Regions from separate parts of the Mus musculus genome. Here all the other regions are linked to region 6. Evidence: chromatin contacts called from public Hi-C, Micro-C and promoter capture Hi-C data. All regions are on one chromosome and are shown on one strand. The core of a region is the stretch at or near the end of the contact, and the rest is flanking DNA. Distances in the headings are between cores, read along the strand shown. Region 1 overlaps Jak1 (Janus kinase 1). Region 2 overlaps 0610043K17Rik (RIKEN cDNA 0610043K17 gene). Region 3 overlaps Cachd1 (cache domain containing 1). Region 4 holds the start of Raver2 (ribonucleoprotein, PTB-binding 2). Region 5 holds the start of Jak1 (Janus kinase 1). Region 6 holds the start of BC062258 (a long non-coding RNA gene).

Region 1 (2,700 bases), core at 155-2,654, 1.2 Mb before region 6:
GGTGAGTTTTTTTCCTAGAAATTGGAAGCTCTGGATGTCTCAAACTCCTTCTCACCACGTGCTTCATACCACGCCAGAGAGGACCTTAGGAGCCAGGCAGGTGACAGGGTGTGGCTGGGTGTCCCTGGCAGCTTGTGTTCTATGGTTTGAGCCTCTGTCCTTGCCTACTTCTCTCTCCAGCACAGAATATGCCATCAATAAGCTGCGGCAGGAAGGGAGTGAAGAGGGGATGTACGTGCTGAGGTGGAGCTGCACCGACTTTGACAACATTCTTATGACTGTCACCTGCTTTGAAAAGTCTGAGGTCAGTGGGGACATAGATGTGGGCCAGGGGATGCAGCTACAAGGTATCTGTTCACTACCACCCAGCCCAGGAACTGTGGGAGAAAGGAACACCAGGGTCTCTCTCTGAGCAAGTCTCTGGTAGTCTGGAAAGAATATCCTACCTGATAGGACACTCAATAGCACGACTCTGTATTCTTCCTATGTCTGGTCCTCCCTCCCTCCCTCCTTCCTTCCCTCCCTGTCGCCCTTCCTCCTTTTCTTCCTCCTCTTCTTTCCTCTCCCCTCCTTCCTTCCCTCTTCTCCTTTTCTTCCTCCTTCCCTTCTCTTCTCTTTTCTCTCCGGAGAAGGACTGTAACCTTAGAAGGTAGAATGTGACCAGAAAACCGCCATTCCATCAGGCACATGTGAACTTTAGCTTAATTATCTAGAGTGACTTACTCTATAGCCAGTGGCAGAATCATCAAACCTAGAACTGTGTTTGCCTGTGGCATTCTCTGGTGTAGGCTAATGTCAAAGAGCCACCTCGTCAACATGGCCTGTTTCCCCCAGCAACAGCTTTGGGCATTTTAACATAAATTGCTTTCCCAAAGTGTCTGCTGCATAAACAGCCAGATGCAGCTCCAAACGATTGCTGATTCATGGTCCCTGCAGTGCCTTTTCTATTCACGCAACATTTTAGAATGCTTAAAAGGTTTTAGAGAATTTTAGAAGATGTCGAGGGTGAGGTTTTGTTTGTTGTGGGGTTGGGCTTTTCTTGGTGTGTTTGTTTGTTTGTTTGTTTGTTTTGAGACAGGATTTCTCTGTGTAGCTCTGGCTGTCCCTGATCTCATAATGTAGACTAAGTTGGCCTTGTGCTCACAGAGATCAGTGGCCTCTGCCTCTTGAGTGCTAAGGTTGAAGGAATGTTCCACCAGGTCCAGTGAGGGTGGTGAGTTTTATGTTAGTCTACATTAAATCTACCAGCAATAGTGAGACTCACCCAGACTGGAAAACTGAGTTGAAAGAACCTGTTGATGGAGGCAAAGCATCAGACACAGGAGACAAGTGTTAAGAGAGCCCCGAGGACTGGGCTCTGTCAAAGTGGAAGGAGGAAGTCACATAAGGAACCCAGTGCTGCCAGATGTACTGGGTAAAGTTCCAGGAGTGTTCCTGAACAGCCAGACCTCAGGGCTGCCTTGGGCTTGGTGGCTTCCTGTTTTCACTTACTGGTCAGTCTTTGGAGGAAGTTTATTAGTATGCATGGCTGTAAGGTAGCCCCGCCTTCTGAGGTAGACTCAGAGCAACATCCTAGTCAGTCAGGTTGCCTGGGGAAAGGACAGTCACAAAGAGGATTGTTGATTGTACATGCAGCTAAAGAGAACTTACAGAGGCCATATGATAGAGGTGGTGCTGTTCCATTGTCTGGGTTTGTAGGATGCATTAACCTTGTGGACACGGATGTCTTAAATGTCATGTCCCAGTTTTTACTATAAAGACATCTTTCTGGCTCTCACTCTTTATATTTTTTTTCTTTGTATAAGAAGAGCCATGGAAGAAAGCTTCTCGGACAGGTTTTTGTGGTGCTGGAATTATGGCCTGGATGGACAGCCAGCTCCCAGCTCCCAGCTCCCAGCTCCCAGTGTGTGTGCTTCTCCTTGGGCTGGTTCATAGTGTGTGAGGGCTCACTCTGAAAGAGTTCCGAGTGAATTTAACCTTCACAGTTCTTATTTCATACATACACTGGTTAATCTTTATAAAGTACTAATGGTTTTTTTCTTATAAAAATATCATATATTAATTATACATAATAATGGGTTTATTATATTTTCATTCATGTGTGGGTATATGTATGTATGTGTGTGTGTATATATATATATATATATATATATATATGTAATATGATCCTTATTCAACCCCCATGATCCTTGCCCACTCTAACTCCTGCCAGTCTCTTCTCAGAAAGTCCTTCTTCCGTTGTCATGTCTTTTTTTTTTTTTTTTTTTTTTTGATGACCAAATGATTTTAATTAGGATTGCTCATAGGAACACAAGATCCATCCTAGCAGCTATACCACTAAAGACAATGTCTCTTCCTCCCCCAGCAGCTATTAACTGTATTAACCTCATCAGGAGGGATGGAAGCCTCCTAATCCCTTCCTCCCCTCCATGATAAAATGTTAACCGGCCCAGTCTTATCCTGATATCACAATCACTGAGAGTTCAAGAGTGCAGGAGCCGTGGTGTGCCAGGAAAAGGCTCTCTAACACTCCACCCCTTCCTCCTTCGCACATTCTTTTTGCCCTTCTTCTACCTTGTTCTACAAGAGGAGGTGATATAGATACCCATTTAGGGTTCAGTTTTCAATAATTGATCATTCTAAAATGTGTGAAGGTTTTGGTTTTTTTCTTTAAACAAAAGTCCTATGACTTTTGCAACA
Region 2 (2,972 bases), core at 266-2,765, 1.4 Mb before region 6:
TAATGCCATCCTGTGGCAGAGTATTGCCAACTGCCATAGCTGGAAATCAATGCATAGCTGGAGATGCTGGCGGGACACTCCAGTCTTTAGAGGACCCTACCCTACCCTTAGAAGTACTGGGTATTTGTAGTGATAGTGCCGAGCAACAGAGAGATGCTGACTGACGTGACGTGAGCAAAGCATGTAAATGTTACTGTGAGTTATAACTGTTTGAAAACTAATGTCAGGGGCTGGAGAGACCGTTCCATGATTAAGATCACTTGTTCTTGAGGAGGACCAGGGTTCAAGGACCAGGGTTCTAGTCCCAGTTCCCATAGAGCTGCTCACAATTGTCTGTAACTTTAGTTTTAACATCCTCTTCTGACCTCTGAAGGCATGTAGTACACAGATATACATGCAAGCAAAACACTCATACATAAACTATGTCTTTAAAAAAAGGGGGGGGGGGGCTAAGGTCAGTCCAGTGAGATGGCTCAGTGAGGTCAGGCCAGTGAGATGTCTCAGTGAGGTCAGGCCAGTGAGATGGCTCAGTGAATGCTCAGCTGGACAACCTGGGTTCAATCCTCAGGACACACAATGGAAGGAGAGAACTGCCTGCCAAAGGCTGGCCTCTCACTTCCACATACAAGTTATGGCTTGCGTGTATATGAGTACAAACACACACAATAAATAAAATGTAATGAAAAAATTTAAAGCTAATGTGGGGCCGGAGAGAGGACTCAGCGGTTAAGGGCACATACTGCTCTTCCAGAGGACCTAGCTTGGTTTCCAGCACCTACAGGGCTGTGCACAACTGTCTGTAACTGCAGTTTCAGGATCAGATACCCTCTTTCAGCCTCTGTGGGCGCCAGGCATATATACATATGCATGTAGACAAAATATTTGTATACATAAAGTAAACACAAATAGTTCTTTAAAAAAAGAAGCTAATATAATTTCAGACAACATAATGACATATGAAAGACGAATAAAGGGCTGGGTATAGCTAAGTGACAGAATACTTGATTATCATGTACAAGGTACTGAGTTGAATTGCAATACACCCCCCTCCTACTCATACACACACATGAAACTCCAAATGACCAAAATGAATGTATTAAAGATAATAAGTATGTTTAATGAAATTGCAAGATACCAAATTAGTACATAAAACCCCCACCTCCAGAGGAGGTGTGACTCCGGGTACAAACTAATGTGCCCAACCTGTCTGGCATGTTTAAAAAACTTAAACATACACTGAACTTAACAATTCAACTTCTGGATAACCCCCTGAGATTAAAAAACAAACTATGTCCACATACAGGCTTGCATTAAAATACTTGCAGCAGTCTTACTCATTATGACCCACCCTTGAGAAGGGATCTCCACCCGCTGTCAAGCTGACAAAATATTGTATAGCACTGAGTAGGATATCACCACAATATAGCCTTGTAAGGAACGGAAAGAACCAGGGCCTAGCTGTGTGGCAGCCAGGGCACGTGCCACACAGCCTGGGGGTCAGAGTTCAACTCCTGGAGCCCACATGGTGTCAGGAGAGAGCTGCTGACCCTGTGGGTTGTCCTTTGACCTTCACATGCACACCATGACAGGCACACACATTTTCTTTCTCTCTCTCTCTCTCTCTCTCTCTCTCTCTCTCTCTCTCTCTCTCACACACACACACACACTCCTAAATGTCAAAATAAAAAGGGAAAGAATCAGACACAAAAGACCATATAATTTATGAATCCATTTCTATAACAATTGTAAATCCTAGGTAGGATGGGCTAACCCTGTAGTGACAGTCAGCTCAGGGGTTGCCTGTGACTGGGGTGGGAGCAAAGATGGAAACAGAAAAGCAAGAGGGAGTCTTTCTGCTGTTGAAATGTTATAAAGCTGAACTGTAGTGTTAGCTGCATATTCAGATACTTGCAGAAAGTCAAGGTTCCAGTTAAAACGGGTAGGTTCTTGCCGTCTCTAAGTCAAACTTCAGCCTGGTGTATGGCTCGGTCATAGAGTGTGTGCTTAGCATGTGCAAGGCCCCGGGTTCCATCCCCAGCAAAGATGTCTGAAAGCAAAACTGACAGCTCTTGTGTCTGTGGAGTATCTGTCTCTGCCCACACCTCCTACAAAAGCTCTCCTCTCATACTCTTGGAAAACCCCGGAGGAGTGTTAGAATGGGTGGGCTAGCAAGAAGCTCTAACCTGGGGGGGGGGAGGGTGTCTTATTATCTCATCAGAGAAAATATGGGCAGGAGCTCATTTAGAAAACCACCTATAGAACAAAATACTCACAGGAGGAAATATCAACACAAAGTATGGAGCAGAGACTGAAGGAAAAGCCATCCAGAGACTGCCCCACCTGGGGACCCATCCCATATACAGCCACCAAACCCAGACGCTATTGTGGATGATGGGAAGTGCTTGTTGATGGAAGCCTGATATGGCTGTCTCCTGAGAGGTTCTGCCAGAGCCTGACAAATACAGAGGGACTGAGCTTGAGGGTCCCTGATAGAGGAGATGGAGAAGGGACTGAAGGAGCTGAAGGTGTTTGCAGCCCCATGGAGGGAGCAACAGTGTCAACAGGCCAGACACCCCCTCCCCAGGAGCTCCCAGGGACTGGACCACCAACCAAAGAATACATATGGAGGGACCCATGGCCCTGGTTACATATGTGACAGAGGATGGCCTTGTTGGACATCAGTGGGAAGAGAGGCCTGAGGGCCTGAGGGTGTTCAATGCCCCAGTGTAGAGGAAGGCCAGTGTGGGAGGATGGGAGTGGGTGGGTGGGGGAGCACCTCATAGAGGCAGGGGGGAAGGGGGATGAGATAGAGGGTTTCTGAAGGGGAGAACTGGAAAGGGGAAAACATTTGAAATGTAATTAAAGAAAATATCAAAAAAAAAGAAAAAGAAAAAGAAAAGAAAAAAGAAAGCCACCTATAAAGTGCTAAAGTCCTCAAATGTATGACCTAAGCATTCTTCACCCTCTTTCTC
Region 3 (2,810 bases), core at 191-2,690, 1.1 Mb before region 6:
ACCTTGACTATTTTTCTGGTGTATGCCCCCGACTCCATCCACCCTGGGTAGGATGGTCACAGCTGTCTTCTAAGACTGCCCCTGCCACTATGGTGTTTTACTTAAGATACAGGCCTAAGCCATAATATGGTTGCTTAGCAACCAAACTGAACCTCTTAACCTTGAGCCAAAGGAATAATTCCTCCCTGAAGTTTTTTTCACCTGGTATTTGGTTACAGATATGAAATAAGTGTCAAAAAGGTCTCGATGAATTCAAGGCCAGCCTGGCCTACAAAGTGAATTCCAGGACAGCTAAGGCTATATAGAGAAGAAAAAAATTTACACTTATTTGTGTATGTGTGCCTGTACACTGTGGTGTGGGGCAGTCAGAGGTAACTTGGGGGAATCAGCTCTTTCCTTCTGTCATGTGGATTCCATGGATTGAACTCAGGTCATCAGGCATGGCTGCAAGAATCTCTACCCACTGAGCCATCTCACCAGCCCCCACCTTCTCGATGGAGAAAAACTTGAAAGCAATCTGTGTGGTCAGGGCCCTTTAGCTTGACACTTTTCTCAAACCATGTCATGCTTGGGTGTATCCTTTGGGGAAACTATGTCAAAATAAATTAGCTTACGAACAGAACAGGAGAAAGAGAGAGTCAGTCTGTGCCCGCCTCCCACAGCATAGCCCAGGCCTCTGGGAGCTCGAATGCCGGACACCAGATCTTACCATGATCACTTTCAGTTCCCGAGCGGCCCCAGTAGCGTCGCCTCCTTTCTGGACTGTGTACGTGTCGCTCCATGACTGCAGCTATGAACCGGGTGTTGCTGACTGTAGGACGTCACGGACAATTAATGTCATTCCTGTGCCAGTGCCTTCATTGTTCAACCCCCTTGCTCTGAGCATGCCCACTCACTCACGTGTTGGAAGGGTCAGTCTTTCAGAAGTTAGAATAAATAATTTTTAAAAGAATCCTAAGGATGGGGGTGGGGGAAGCTGGCTTAGGGCTGATGCAGGGAGGGGCGGTCAGCTGCTTATCTCCAGGCACCAGCAGGCTAACGTCTAGGCAGCGAAAGGCCATGGGAGTTCAACATCAACAGAAGTCTCTTTTAAGAAAGAAAGCACTTTTCCATTACTCTGAGATGTGTACACTAATTAGGGGACTAAAAAAATTTTTTCTAGAAAGTTCTCTTTCTAAAACAACATGTTGGAAAAGTCATGGGGCGAGAGGCTTTAGGTCAAAGAAAGTGTAAAAGATAACATCCCAAAAAAAAGAGATATTCTGAAACAAAGCAGAGACCCACACCTATTCCTAGTGAAAAGGGGAGGAAAAAAAAATCTACCATGTCAAAGCTTCTGAAATTTTAATACAAGCCAAAAGGACATAAGAAAGAATATTTATTTTGGATTAGCCTCCCGCTGACACACGAGGCAGGGGGTGGCAGATACTCACTGATGCCTCTGTCTTCATGACTGTCATCGTCTCTTTCATCTCTGTCATTCTCCAGGTTGGACATACGCACTGACATTTCTGTCCATCATTAGAAAGAGAGAAACATGACTATTTAATCAAACAAAACCATGGGCTTTAATACCCTGCTGAGTGATGGTTTGATGGCTAGGTGACAGCATTCCGTCAAGAATGAGTTCAGGGCAGAGGATGGAGGAGAGTGGTAGAAAGCTCTCCTCAAGTGTGCTGGGTTCTATCTCCAGCCCCTCAAATAAAATAAAATAAAATAAAATAAAATAAAATAAAATAAAATAAAATAAAATAATGAGCTTGCAAGAGAATGAACAGATGCCTCTGTCTGATACATGGGTGGGCAGAGACAAAGGAAGAACAAGAGAATAAGGGAAGAGCATCTAGAATAGTGTTCTGGAGAAAGAAGAAACGGGTGGAGGCCAGCTCATTGTTAATCTTCTATCAAGTGCTTAAGCAGAAGAAGTGGGTCTGAAGCGTTACTGGCTGAGCCGTGAAAAGGCTCCAGAGCTGCATACAGGTGCAAGGCCACACTGGATGCGGCCACCCTGAGTCTAGCCGATTCTCAGGTAGGTATACCTTTCTCTGTGGCTATGCTGTGTCAGGTCTGTCGTCATAGCAACACCTAACACCAACTTGTCACTAGTCCTACAAGCTGAGCTAAGTGGACAGGAAAACTGTGAGTTTCACAAAGGGCAGGCTGACATATCTCTGGGGACTTCGGGAAGGGTGGGAATGGCTTTGAGTACAGATGGCAGACTCAGATGGCAACAAGGTCACGAATATAGGCCAACTCTTTTTATAGTTTGCTTCGATGATTTATTCTGTTTGGAAAGATCTGATTATTCTAATGTACAGGAAGGCCATTGGATAGATTCAAATTCTTGCTCATAATGATCTGGAGGTCTCTGATTTGCTTGGGTTCAGACCTGCAAGGGCAGCATGCTGACACCCTGTGGGTCAGCACGCTAGCTGCCCAGTTCATGTAAGCCACGGAGTATGTGAGGGATGAGGATGCCGGCAGTATCTGGAAAGGGCCTGGTATTTTCTGGGTAATCAAAATGGGGCATGTGGAATTTAGGCACTAAATTAGAAAGCAGGCTTTGGGGACATCAGATGTCACGCTGCTCTACGATTTCTGAGAGGCCTATTCAAATCGCTGCTCAACAACCTCCAAGAGGCTTTCTGTACTCACCTTGAGCAGCAAGAGGTGACATGTGCTGGTGGCTGCGGCGATGGATCTGGTGGCGGTAAGCATACACGGCAAGGACCAGCACCATGATGCAGCCCATGATGCCTCCGGCCACAGGGCCCACCGGAGCACTCTTAATCATGTTTAGTGTGATCACC
Region 4 (2,801 bases), core at 63-2,562, 1.1 Mb before region 6:
GAAGAAAGACAACATGGTTATAGTTCAGTTGGTAGAGTGTTGCATGCATTCATGAAGTCTTGGGAGTAATAAACACACACTCTCTCATGCATGCAGGACTGTTGCGCCGAGCCTGTGGTACACACCTGAAATCCTAGCACATGGTAGGTGGAGAAAGGAGGATCAGAAATTCAAGGCCTGCCTGGGGATACTTGGCACGCTGTCTCAAAGAAAGAAAGGAGAGGAAAAGAGGGAAAAACAGAGAGAAAAAAATGGGGAGGGCTATGAATGAGAATGAATGAATATGAATCCCGAGAAAATCCTTCAAATTCTCTAGCGCTCCTACAATAAGATTTTAACTTTCGCAATCAGGGAAAAAAAAAAAAAGAAGTTAAGTCGACTCGGGCTTTCTAATCCAAGAAGCAACAGTTAATCTGGATTAAAGACTGCGAGCTGCTTAGCTTTAAACTCCGCGCAAGCACAGAAACAAATCCTGCCATACTTGGTTTGGCAGAAGGCTGCAAGACTGCCGGCGCAGTATCAGCCTCTGCTCTCTGCGGCCTTAACAAGCGGAGCAAAGTTGTTTCATACAAACTTGGTCAAGTGCTTCTGCAGAAGAACTCGCCCAGCTTTCCCGTGACCCCGCCCCCGTGGCAATCCAAGTCCCCAACACCCTACGCGGGACCCCTTCCCTTCTCGAGGGGCTCCGGAAGCCAGCCCCCTAAATCTGAGCTCCTCAGCTCCCCACCACGCGCCTTCACCTTCAACACCGCCTTGGGCTGGAGGGAACACAAAGTACAGACCAGACGTGGCAGCATCCGCCCCAGAACCCCCTGACCTTGCACGAGCCGCTCCGCCTTGCCCAGCCTCAGTTTCCCAACACGCTGCTCTCGCTGGCTGCAGAAAGGCTTCGTCGAGGCAAAGGGCTCTGGGCTCGGTGCGCATACCTCCTTCTCTCCTAGGCGCCGGGACCATTACGGTCTCCTCCGGTTTTGCGGTGTCCCCAAACCCGCCCCGGTCACCCCGGCCCGGTGCCCATACCTGGGAGCTGCTGTCCTGGGGCAGGTTTTTCACTAGGATTTTCCGCCGGTTGCTCAGCTCCCGTCGCATCCGCTGCAGCCGTGCAGCCACCTCCTGGGGGTGCAGCGCAGCCACCTCCCCCGGGCGCAGCGCGGGCTCCGCGGCCTCCCCCGCCGTCCCAGCAGAGGGTCCGGATCCCGAGCCCGCGCCCCCCGCGCCGCCTCCCCGCGCCGCCATCTTCCCGGCGCCCCGCTGCAGACTCGGAGAGGCCGGAGCGAAGCGGGAGAGAAAGCGGAGAGGCCGCGCGGGGGCGAGGCGGGCCGGACGCGGAGCAAGGGCGCGCGGGCGGGGGAGGCGCCGCAGCCGCCGACGCGGGAGGGGCGGAGCCCGGAGACACGCCCTATCCAGCCACGCCCCCGACGCTCCGCCCCCTCCCCCTGCAGGACACCTGCGGAATCTAGGACGCGGTAACATGGTGGGACTCGAACCCCTACCAACACTACCCCTAGCTCGCCGCGCTCGGCCTCGCCTCTCAAATCCGAGGGCCTCAGGCGCCACTGCGCAGGCCAGAGAACTCCTGGCCTCAATTCTGACACATCAAGAAGTGCGCATTTGGCAAAGTTAAGTTTTCGATGAAAAATAACATATGAGATTTATCTAAAAATATTCTGGGGGAAGGTTTGGTATTATTTAGTAAGACCTGAGCATAACAAATTTTCCTGGTTGTGTATAAGAAATCATTATCTTTCATCGGTCCCTTTGCGGCCTAAGATGACAACCTGGCTAGTTGTATTTGCAACACAAATCAAAGCTGAAACAAAGACTAGGACAGCTTCGGCAGAAGGCAGGGGAATAAGTTCCTTGATTATTTGAATTGAAACTTGGAAGGAGACATACTGTGGAAAGATATACCTAGTTAAAGTGAGATCTACAAAATATAATAAATACCCTTCAACTCTCACCAGCTGTAATGACTATTAGCAAATAGGAACACACACCTTACTTAAGTGTGCCCCATGAAAATGCACAAAAAAAAAAAAAAAAAAAAAAAAGCCTGTTTAACCCAGCAAGTGATCTGTTAAAGGAAAATGCTTTAAATATCATGAAAGGGCTGGAGAGATGGCGTATCGCTTTAGGGCACTTGCTGCTCTTGCAGAGGACCACAGTACTAATTCGAGTACCCAAGTCAGATGGCTCACAACTACCTGTAACTCTGCCTCCAGCGGATCCAATGCACTTTTCTGGCTTCCAGAGAAACACACACACACATCAAATGAATAAAATCATAAATTCAGTACTGAGCAGGTGCCACCCACATATTTCTAAGTATGTTACAGTGCTTCCCTTTAAAAAAAATCCAATTAGGCAAAGCTTATTTTCTTCCCATTACACATGAAGAAATGGAAGCTGGTGTGATTAGGCTCAATGTTCTAAATATTATAAAAATAAGTCATCTGTAATCACTCTACCCCAAAATTACGGTTAATAGTCCTCAGACTGTTCTAGAATACTTACATCATTAACATGAGTGAGGGCGGTGCCCCAGTATTTACAACCCTATTCCCTAGACACAGAGAGAAGATCCAATAGGCCTATTACAGTCTGTACCCACAGTGGAATATTGTTCAGCTATAAAAGGAAGGCGAAGGCTGCCAAAAGGTAGGTGAACCTCCAGATCATTAGGTGAAAGAAGATAGAGACGACAGTCACTCACTGTGTGATTCTTCTCATCAGGTAAATCCACAGAGCAAAACCAAGAGCTAGGCAAGGGTTGAGCAGAGCAGGCCATGGAACGCAATGGC
Region 5 (2,870 bases), core at 171-2,670, 1.3 Mb before region 6:
CCTGAGAAAGACTCCGGTCTACACTGGGATCCTGAACACCCACTGTAGTTGCTGGTCAGCTAAGAAAGTCTTTCTAAAGGCTTAAGCCCATGTCTGATCAGGTCTTCTCTGGCAAACACCCCACAAGTTTAAGATGCCAGAATGGAAGACACCTGAGAGCTACAGGGTTTTGTTTGTTTATTTTGTTTTTGTGGATAGGATAAGACTGAACAAACCTACTGTGAAAGATTATGATAATGAAAACTCAAAAGCACTGGACACAGATTAGGTAGGAATGGATGTTAATTCTTATTACTCTTTTCCATAGTTTGTTTCTCTCCCCTGCTCCTTTTGGAGCTCTTACACCACAGAACAGAGGCTGGGCCTGAAGAAACTCGTGGAAGCCGGAGGTTTTGTTTCTGGTTAAGTCCTCATGATGGTTAGTATTGTCAGTTTGACTATTAGAATCACCTAGGAGATCAGCTATACCTGTGAGGGATTGTTTAGATTAGGTTACCCCTTGGCCATGCCCTTCAACATTACCTAGATTAGGGTCTCCTAGAAGACTTGCTTTGCGCAGGGATTCTGTAGACTAGTCTATCCCCTTGGCTGTGCCCTTGAGGATTATCTAGATTAGGGTAATGGAGATAAGATCCACTTTATCTGTGGGCAGAACCATTCCATGGACTGTGGTCCTGGATTTAATACCCAGGAGAAAGCTAACACAAGAATTCATCCTCTCTTCTTCCTGAGCATGCGCGCAATGTGACTTTCCACCTCAAGTTTCTGTCATCACGACTTCTCATCATGATGGTCTGTGTTCGCTCCAACTGTACAGGGTAATAAACTCTTTTTTCCTTAAATTACTTTTGTCAAATATTTTATCGCAACAACTGACAAAGTGACTTTCGTTCTTGCTAGGCAAGTCTTTCCAGAACCATCTTCTAGAGTGGCTGGGATGGGGCAGATGTAAACACACAGGGCACGGATAATGCCTCCAAGGGCACAGGTTGCTCCAGAGGGCAAATTCTTATTCCCTGCGTGAGTGATTTCATCGCTCCTCTCCTCTCCTCCCTTCCCCTCCCCTCCCCTCTCCTCCCCTCCCCTCCCCTCCCCTCCCCTCCCCTCTTCTCTTCTCTTCTCTTCTTTTTTTCTTTTTCTTTTTTTTTTGGCGGGGTGGGGGGACAGGTCATTTCACAGAGATCCACCTGTCTCTGCCTCCCGGAGTGTTGGGATTAAAGAAGTGTGCCAGTATGTCCAGTTTGAGTTCAATTCTCACAAGCTACTTGGTAAGCGGAAGCGAGCGGAGACACTTGCTGGAGTGCGAGCCTGGGCAGGCGGGGACTCCAAGGTCCTCAGTCTTGGGTCTTGGCTCTGTCCAATTGTAGGAGCAGCTTCTGACGTCACGGGGGCTGGGCCGTACAAGGGGCGTGATCGTTCAGAGTTGGAGGGGCGGGGCGCCGGTGCGTTTTTAGAGCGCAGGCCGCCGCAGCCGCGGAGTAGCCGGCAGCCGCTGACGCGCCGCGGGGTCCGCGCCCAGCCTCGCTCGTCCTTTCGGTGCCTCTCCTTAGCCGCGGGTGTCCACGCCGGACCCTGCACGGCAGGCTGAGTTGCCTGCCAGACTCCTGACCCAGATCGACCCTGCGCCAAGGAGCCGCGCGGCCCGGCGCACACGGAAGTGGTGAGTGTCCCGGTGGGGAGGTGGAGACCGCCGTGGCCAGCTCGGGGACCGTGAGAGGGGCGCGGAGCCGGGCGGCCGAGCGGCCAGGGCGGCCGGGGCGGGGATTTCCAGGCGGCGGGGCTGCCGGGAGGCGAGGGAGGGCCGCTCCGCTAACAGCGGCCCGCTCCGCCGACATCCTGTTTATGGCCCCGCGGCCTGCGCGCCGACGGCCTCTGGCGCCGCAACAGCCCGGACCGCAGGACTCGCCGAGGGTCGTGGCCCGCGTTCACCCCTGGTCAGCTCTTGCGGGGGTGGGGGACTTTTGGGGTTTGGGTCTGCGTGGGGGCGCGCCCCGGGAACTCCGAACCGCAGCTTGCCGGAATGTAGCATGATGGAGGGCCATGGGTGAAGGGAATGGGGAGAGACGACTATAGGTCCTACCCGAAGGGACCCGATTCATCGAAACTGGGACCAGTGTCTGTGGCTCCCCAACTCCTGGCTCCGGTTCCGCGCGAACGAACGCCCCCGTCGACTCAGAAGCAGTAGGCACCCCTCTGGAGACACTCCCAGGCTCCTAGGATGATGAGTGTTTATGAAGGGAGTTCTTTAGGGAGACTAGACCAGAGGTGTGGTTATCTCCTGGTGCCTGTGTGCCCCCTTCGGAGGTGTATCCTCTGTGATTTCTCGGGAACTAGGACTGGGCCCTAATAGTCTTAATTCATGGCTGTGACCTGTCTTCTGCCTCTGCTTGGATACATCAGTATCCATGCTATTAAAATTCCTCCCCAGTCATAGAGCTCAGTCGCAGGTATTTACGGTAGTATAAAATTACCTTTACTTCTTTCAGGGAAGAAGGCATTAAAAACTTGGGCCGTTAAATAAGTAGAATGCTGAGACAGATAAAATTATCTAGTCTTTGGGTGTTGCCTTCCCCGTTTAAAAAGAAAATGTTTGAGTTACGGGTGGTGTAAAAAACTTTTTTCTTTTTCTTTTTAAATGAACATTTTGCATTGATTAAATTTTTATACCTTCCCTTTCTAAAAACCACATTTTGTGTTGCCTATTGCTTTTGCTTGTGGGGACTCTGATGTTTTCCAAGTACTGGAATTTGGGGCTATGTGGAGCAACTATGATCTTGTTCAAAATGTCAGTCAGTAGTACCCAAGTTGAGAGATCATGTGTGGTTACCAGGTAAAAAATTAGACTTGGGGCCCTGTGTGCAAAGTCATTT
Region 6 (2,700 bases), core at 161-2,660:
CCCAAAGTGGCAGAAATCCATTTGAACCCTAAAACTCACACTATGCTAAAAGCTCCTACCGACAAGGCTCACTCCTGCCTGGGAGCCTTCCTTTTCCCCACCCATTCTCTGTCCTGGGCATAGGCCAGGGGACTGCTGAATGAGGCCCCTGTGAGCAAGGGTGGAGCTGAAGGGATCCTCCCCACAGAGCTGACCGGCCTCTCTCCCACATGGAAAGCTGTGGTGGTCTGAACACTCCTGGGCATACAGATACAAATCCCAACTTCTTTCTCTGTTTGTCAATGTCTGACCCATCCAGGAAAGTCTACATACAGAGCTCAGTTTAGATCTTGAAAACTGGAAAAAGAAGGTCTTGCAATTTATGAGTCCCTCGATTTTCAGAAGCCACTCAAGTGGTACCGGAAGGTCCGTGCTGGATTCAATGTTCCCGTTATAGTTTTGGTAAATTCTTTAACCTGCCCAGGCTTTTTAGTACTCTCCTCGGTGACTTTAAAGTACCCATAATAGCGTCTTCCTTATAGGGCTTCAAGAGGGTTCTTGAGACACACCAGTGAAATGTTTGTCACGGTGCTTGGCAAGGCAGCTTGAAATAAGTTGAAATACAAGTTATTGTTGAAGGGAATGGGCCCCAGAGGAGCTGAGAGAAAGTCCAATGTTATTGTAAATATACAAAGAAAACGTGTTCCTTAAAACTTCTTTTAAAGTATCTTGTAGAAACAAATAACCAATTCCAAATCCACATTTACAAATCATCAGATTTATAGGAGAAAAAAAAGTTTCACCTCTCTAGTGGACCTGCTCAATTAAGACAGTTAACCTTCTTAACCAGGGGGCGGAACTGGGGGCGTTGCATTAATTTCCTGGCCTGTCAGGACAGCTTGCATAAGAGAGCCCTTGGGTATATTGTTATTGCTTTAATGAAAATTCAGGTCCAGCCCCCTTGGTGGAACAGGTCCAGCAGAGACTGGACTTTTCAAAAGCCTGAACCCAGGCAGCAGGCCCGGCAGGGGAGGAAGCGCCTTTCCCAAGCCAACCAGAGGGCAGGGAGAGAGGCTTGGCACCTGCGGGCCCAGATCGCTGGCTTAACGCCCCAGGGGGATGAGTGCTCCGGTCACCCCGGCCCTCCCAACACCTGGCCTCGAGTCAGCGGGAGGTGCCCCAATCCCAGACCAGAATAGCACAGCGCCACGCAGGGTCTGCACGGCGGGCTCACCTTTCCCCGGCATAGCCATTGCGAAACGTGGGGTGTGGGGGGATGGGGTGGACGGGAAGCCGAATAGGGGTGTGGGGGCGGGGGTACTGCCAAGGTCAAGGGAGCGTGCGCGGGGCGGGGACGGGATGGTGGCGCGCACGGAAGCGCCGGCCCAGAGAAGCCCGCACGTAGCACACGCTCAGCCCGGCCCGCGCGTCCCTTACCCCGTTGGCTGCAGCGATGCGTACGATGAGCTGGATGGCCTCGGTCATGTAGAAGCGGCCGTCCCCGCCCACAACCAGCGTGGCCTCCTGCCTCAGCGCCGGCTCCACGGTAGAGACGATGCTCTGGATGAAATTCTCCGCATAGTTGGCGTTGCTCTGGAAAACCTTCACTCGCTTCCGCAATCCGCTGGTGCCCGGCTTCTGATCCGGATATGCCTGCGTCTTCACTGTCACGATCTTCACCATGGTGGCGGTTGGCTGCGAGGCGACAGTGGCTGCGGCTCTGGCTGCTGCAGAGGGCTCAGGGTCCGCTCTGCTCTTGCCCTGGAAACGATGGCCCAGGGCCTGCCCACGGCCCGCCCACTTCGCCAAAGTCCGGCTGCCTGGGAAGAGGGACGGGTCACGGGGTCGAGAGGGGCGGAGTCTCCCCGACTGACACATCTCTACCTGAGCCAATGGTCTATATAAAGAAACTAGCTCTTTAACTGGAGAGCAGAGCTTCATCTATCGATCATAGTGCAAGGACGAAGAGTTCAGCACGTTACTGTGATTGGACTAGAGTGTCACGTATACATTCCAGAAGCTGGTCTAAAAGACAGAAAAGCCATCCTCCGACTTTTTTTTTTTCTGCAAGGACAGGCTCAACCCCAAAGTTATATTCAGCTTTCTACTTTTTATGTGTTTGCTGTGGGCCACATGCTACTTCATTAGTGATTGTGGATATCCGAAGAACTGATTTGTTTAGTGTATAGTTTCTAGATCTTCCAAAAGTACGGGTTTTATTTTTCCGTGCTTCTGCTCACAACACTGAGAAATTCCGATAATAAAATCCTTCCTCGCCGGGCGGTGGTGGCACATGCCTTTAATCCCATCACTTGGGAGGCAGAGGCAGGCAGATTTCTGAGTTCGAGGCCAGCCTGGTCTATAGAGTGAGTTCCAGGAAAGCCAGGGCTACACAGAGAAACCCTGTCTCGAAAAACAAAACAAAATCCTTCATCACTTGAGGAAGTTCAGCTCAGTTTGGGTCTGAACAAGCCAGGCAGGCTCTTACCAGGGTTGGCCTGTCTGTCATCCATCACGTTTGACAACTAGGAAATGGAAACTTTGAAGGCAGCCTAGATAAACATAGATACAGCTATAAGGCGTCAAAGGATTACTGTGACAGCGGACCCAGTGATTGTGAAAACAGCAAGAGCTAAGGCAGTCAAAAAGGATTTGATTATTCGGTAGGAATATTTTCTTCTGCCTTTCTTAGTTTTTTTTTGTTTTTGTTTTTGTTTTTTT

The links. Promoter capture Hi-C pulls out the DNA fragments that hold promoters and counts their contacts. A called contact is a pair of places that touch in the nucleus more often than the background predicts.
Region 1: a promoter capture Hi-C map of liver shows a contact between it and region 6, with 3 times the contacts expected there. The contact joins the enhancer-like site here to the promoter of BC062258 in region 6. A contact is called at or near these places in 8 of 39 promoter capture datasets (the 3T3-L1 cell line, HPC-7-derived erythroid cells, cranial neural crest and 4 more), 2 of 484 Hi-C or Micro-C datasets (the G1E-ER4 cell line and liver) and 1 of 115 datasets of contacts at active chromatin or transcription factors (large pre-B cells).
Region 2: a promoter capture Hi-C map of liver shows a contact between it and region 6, with 3 times the contacts expected there. The contact joins the enhancer-like site here to the promoter of BC062258 in region 6. A contact is called at or near these places in 1 of 39 promoter capture datasets (liver), 1 of 15 datasets of contacts at CTCF or cohesin (large pre-B cells), 1 of 484 Hi-C or Micro-C datasets (palatal mesenchyme) and 1 of 115 datasets of contacts at active chromatin or transcription factors (large pre-B cells).
Region 3: a contact with region 6 is called in a Micro-C map of the G1E-ER4 cell line. The contact joins the enhancer-like site here to the promoter of BC062258 in region 6. A contact is called at or near these places in 3 of 39 promoter capture datasets (frontonasal cranial neural crest, hippocampal neurons and second pharyngeal arch cranial neural crest), 4 of 484 Hi-C or Micro-C datasets (the G1E-ER4 cell line, cerebral cortex and palatal mesenchyme) and 2 of 115 datasets of contacts at active chromatin or transcription factors (astrocytes and embryonic stem cells).
Region 4: a promoter capture Hi-C map of hippocampal neurons shows a contact between it and region 6, with 6 times the contacts expected there. The contact joins the promoter of Raver2 here to the promoter of BC062258 in region 6. A contact is called at or near these places in 4 of 39 promoter capture datasets (hippocampal neurons, liver, second pharyngeal arch cranial neural crest and 1 more) and 1 of 115 datasets of contacts at active chromatin or transcription factors (cardiomyocytes).
Region 5: a Hi-C map of B cells shows a contact between it and region 6, with 8 read pairs. The contact joins the promoter of Jak1 here to the promoter of BC062258 in region 6. A contact is called at or near these places in 2 of 39 promoter capture datasets (hippocampal neurons and liver), 2 of 484 Hi-C or Micro-C datasets (B cells and the G1E-ER4 cell line) and 1 of 115 datasets of contacts at active chromatin or transcription factors (large pre-B cells).

Annotation. Positions count from the first base shown.
Region 1 is chr4:101,171,690-101,174,389 of GRCm38.p6, reverse strand. It overlaps Jak1 (Janus kinase 1), which reads left to right. Exons shown (of 25, transcript NM_146145.2): 10 at 181-304. Among named protein-coding and RNA genes, the nearest start is that of Gm24468, 14 kb to the left of the region's middle. Within about 2 kb of position 1,404, at least 81 of the 459 cell types and tissues checked have an H3K27ac peak or open chromatin away from gene starts, as enhancers often do. A contact at or near this core is called in liver, where this site is marked.
Region 2 is chr4:101,368,469-101,371,440 of GRCm38.p6, reverse strand. The region is part of intron 2 of 0610043K17Rik (RIKEN cDNA 0610043K17 gene); the gene reads right to left. Among named protein-coding and RNA genes, the nearest start is that of E130102H24Rik, 14 kb to the right of the region's middle. Within about 2 kb of position 1,515, at least 9 of the 459 cell types and tissues checked have an H3K27ac peak or open chromatin away from gene starts, as enhancers often do. A contact at or near this core is called in liver, where this site is marked.
Region 3 is chr4:100,992,736-100,995,545 of GRCm38.p6, reverse strand. It overlaps Cachd1 (cache domain containing 1), which reads right to left. Exons shown (of 27, transcript NM_198037.1): 24 at 2,656-2,810; 25 at 1,434-1,511; 26 at 710-811. Among named protein-coding and RNA genes, the nearest start is that of Raver2, 75 kb to the left of the region's middle. Within about 2 kb of position 1,440, at least 30 of the 459 cell types and tissues checked have an H3K27ac peak or open chromatin away from gene starts, as enhancers often do. A contact at or near this core is called in the G1E-ER4 cell line, where this site is marked.
Region 4 is chr4:101,067,549-101,070,349 of GRCm38.p6, reverse strand. It overlaps Raver2 (ribonucleoprotein, PTB-binding 2), which reads right to left and starts at 1,312. Exons shown (of 12, transcript NM_183024.1): 1 at 1,021-1,312. The coding sequence starts at 1,236. It overlaps Gm35956 (a long non-coding RNA gene), which reads right to left and starts at 1,013. Exons shown (of 2, transcript XR_867959.2): 1 at 1-1,013.
Region 5 is chr4:101,263,832-101,266,701 of GRCm38.p6, reverse strand. It overlaps Jak1 (Janus kinase 1), which reads left to right and starts at 1,420. Exons shown (of 25, transcript NM_146145.2): 1 at 1,420-1,660.
Region 6 is chr4:99,928,528-99,931,227 of GRCm38.p6, reverse strand. BC062258 (a long non-coding RNA gene) reads right to left here and starts at 1,410. Exons shown (of 2, transcript XR_003955079.1): 1 at 1,214-1,410; 2 at 1-583. Pgm1 (phosphoglucomutase 1) reads right to left here and starts at 1,777. Exons shown (of 11, transcript NM_028132.3): 1 at 1,417-1,777. The coding sequence starts at 1,662.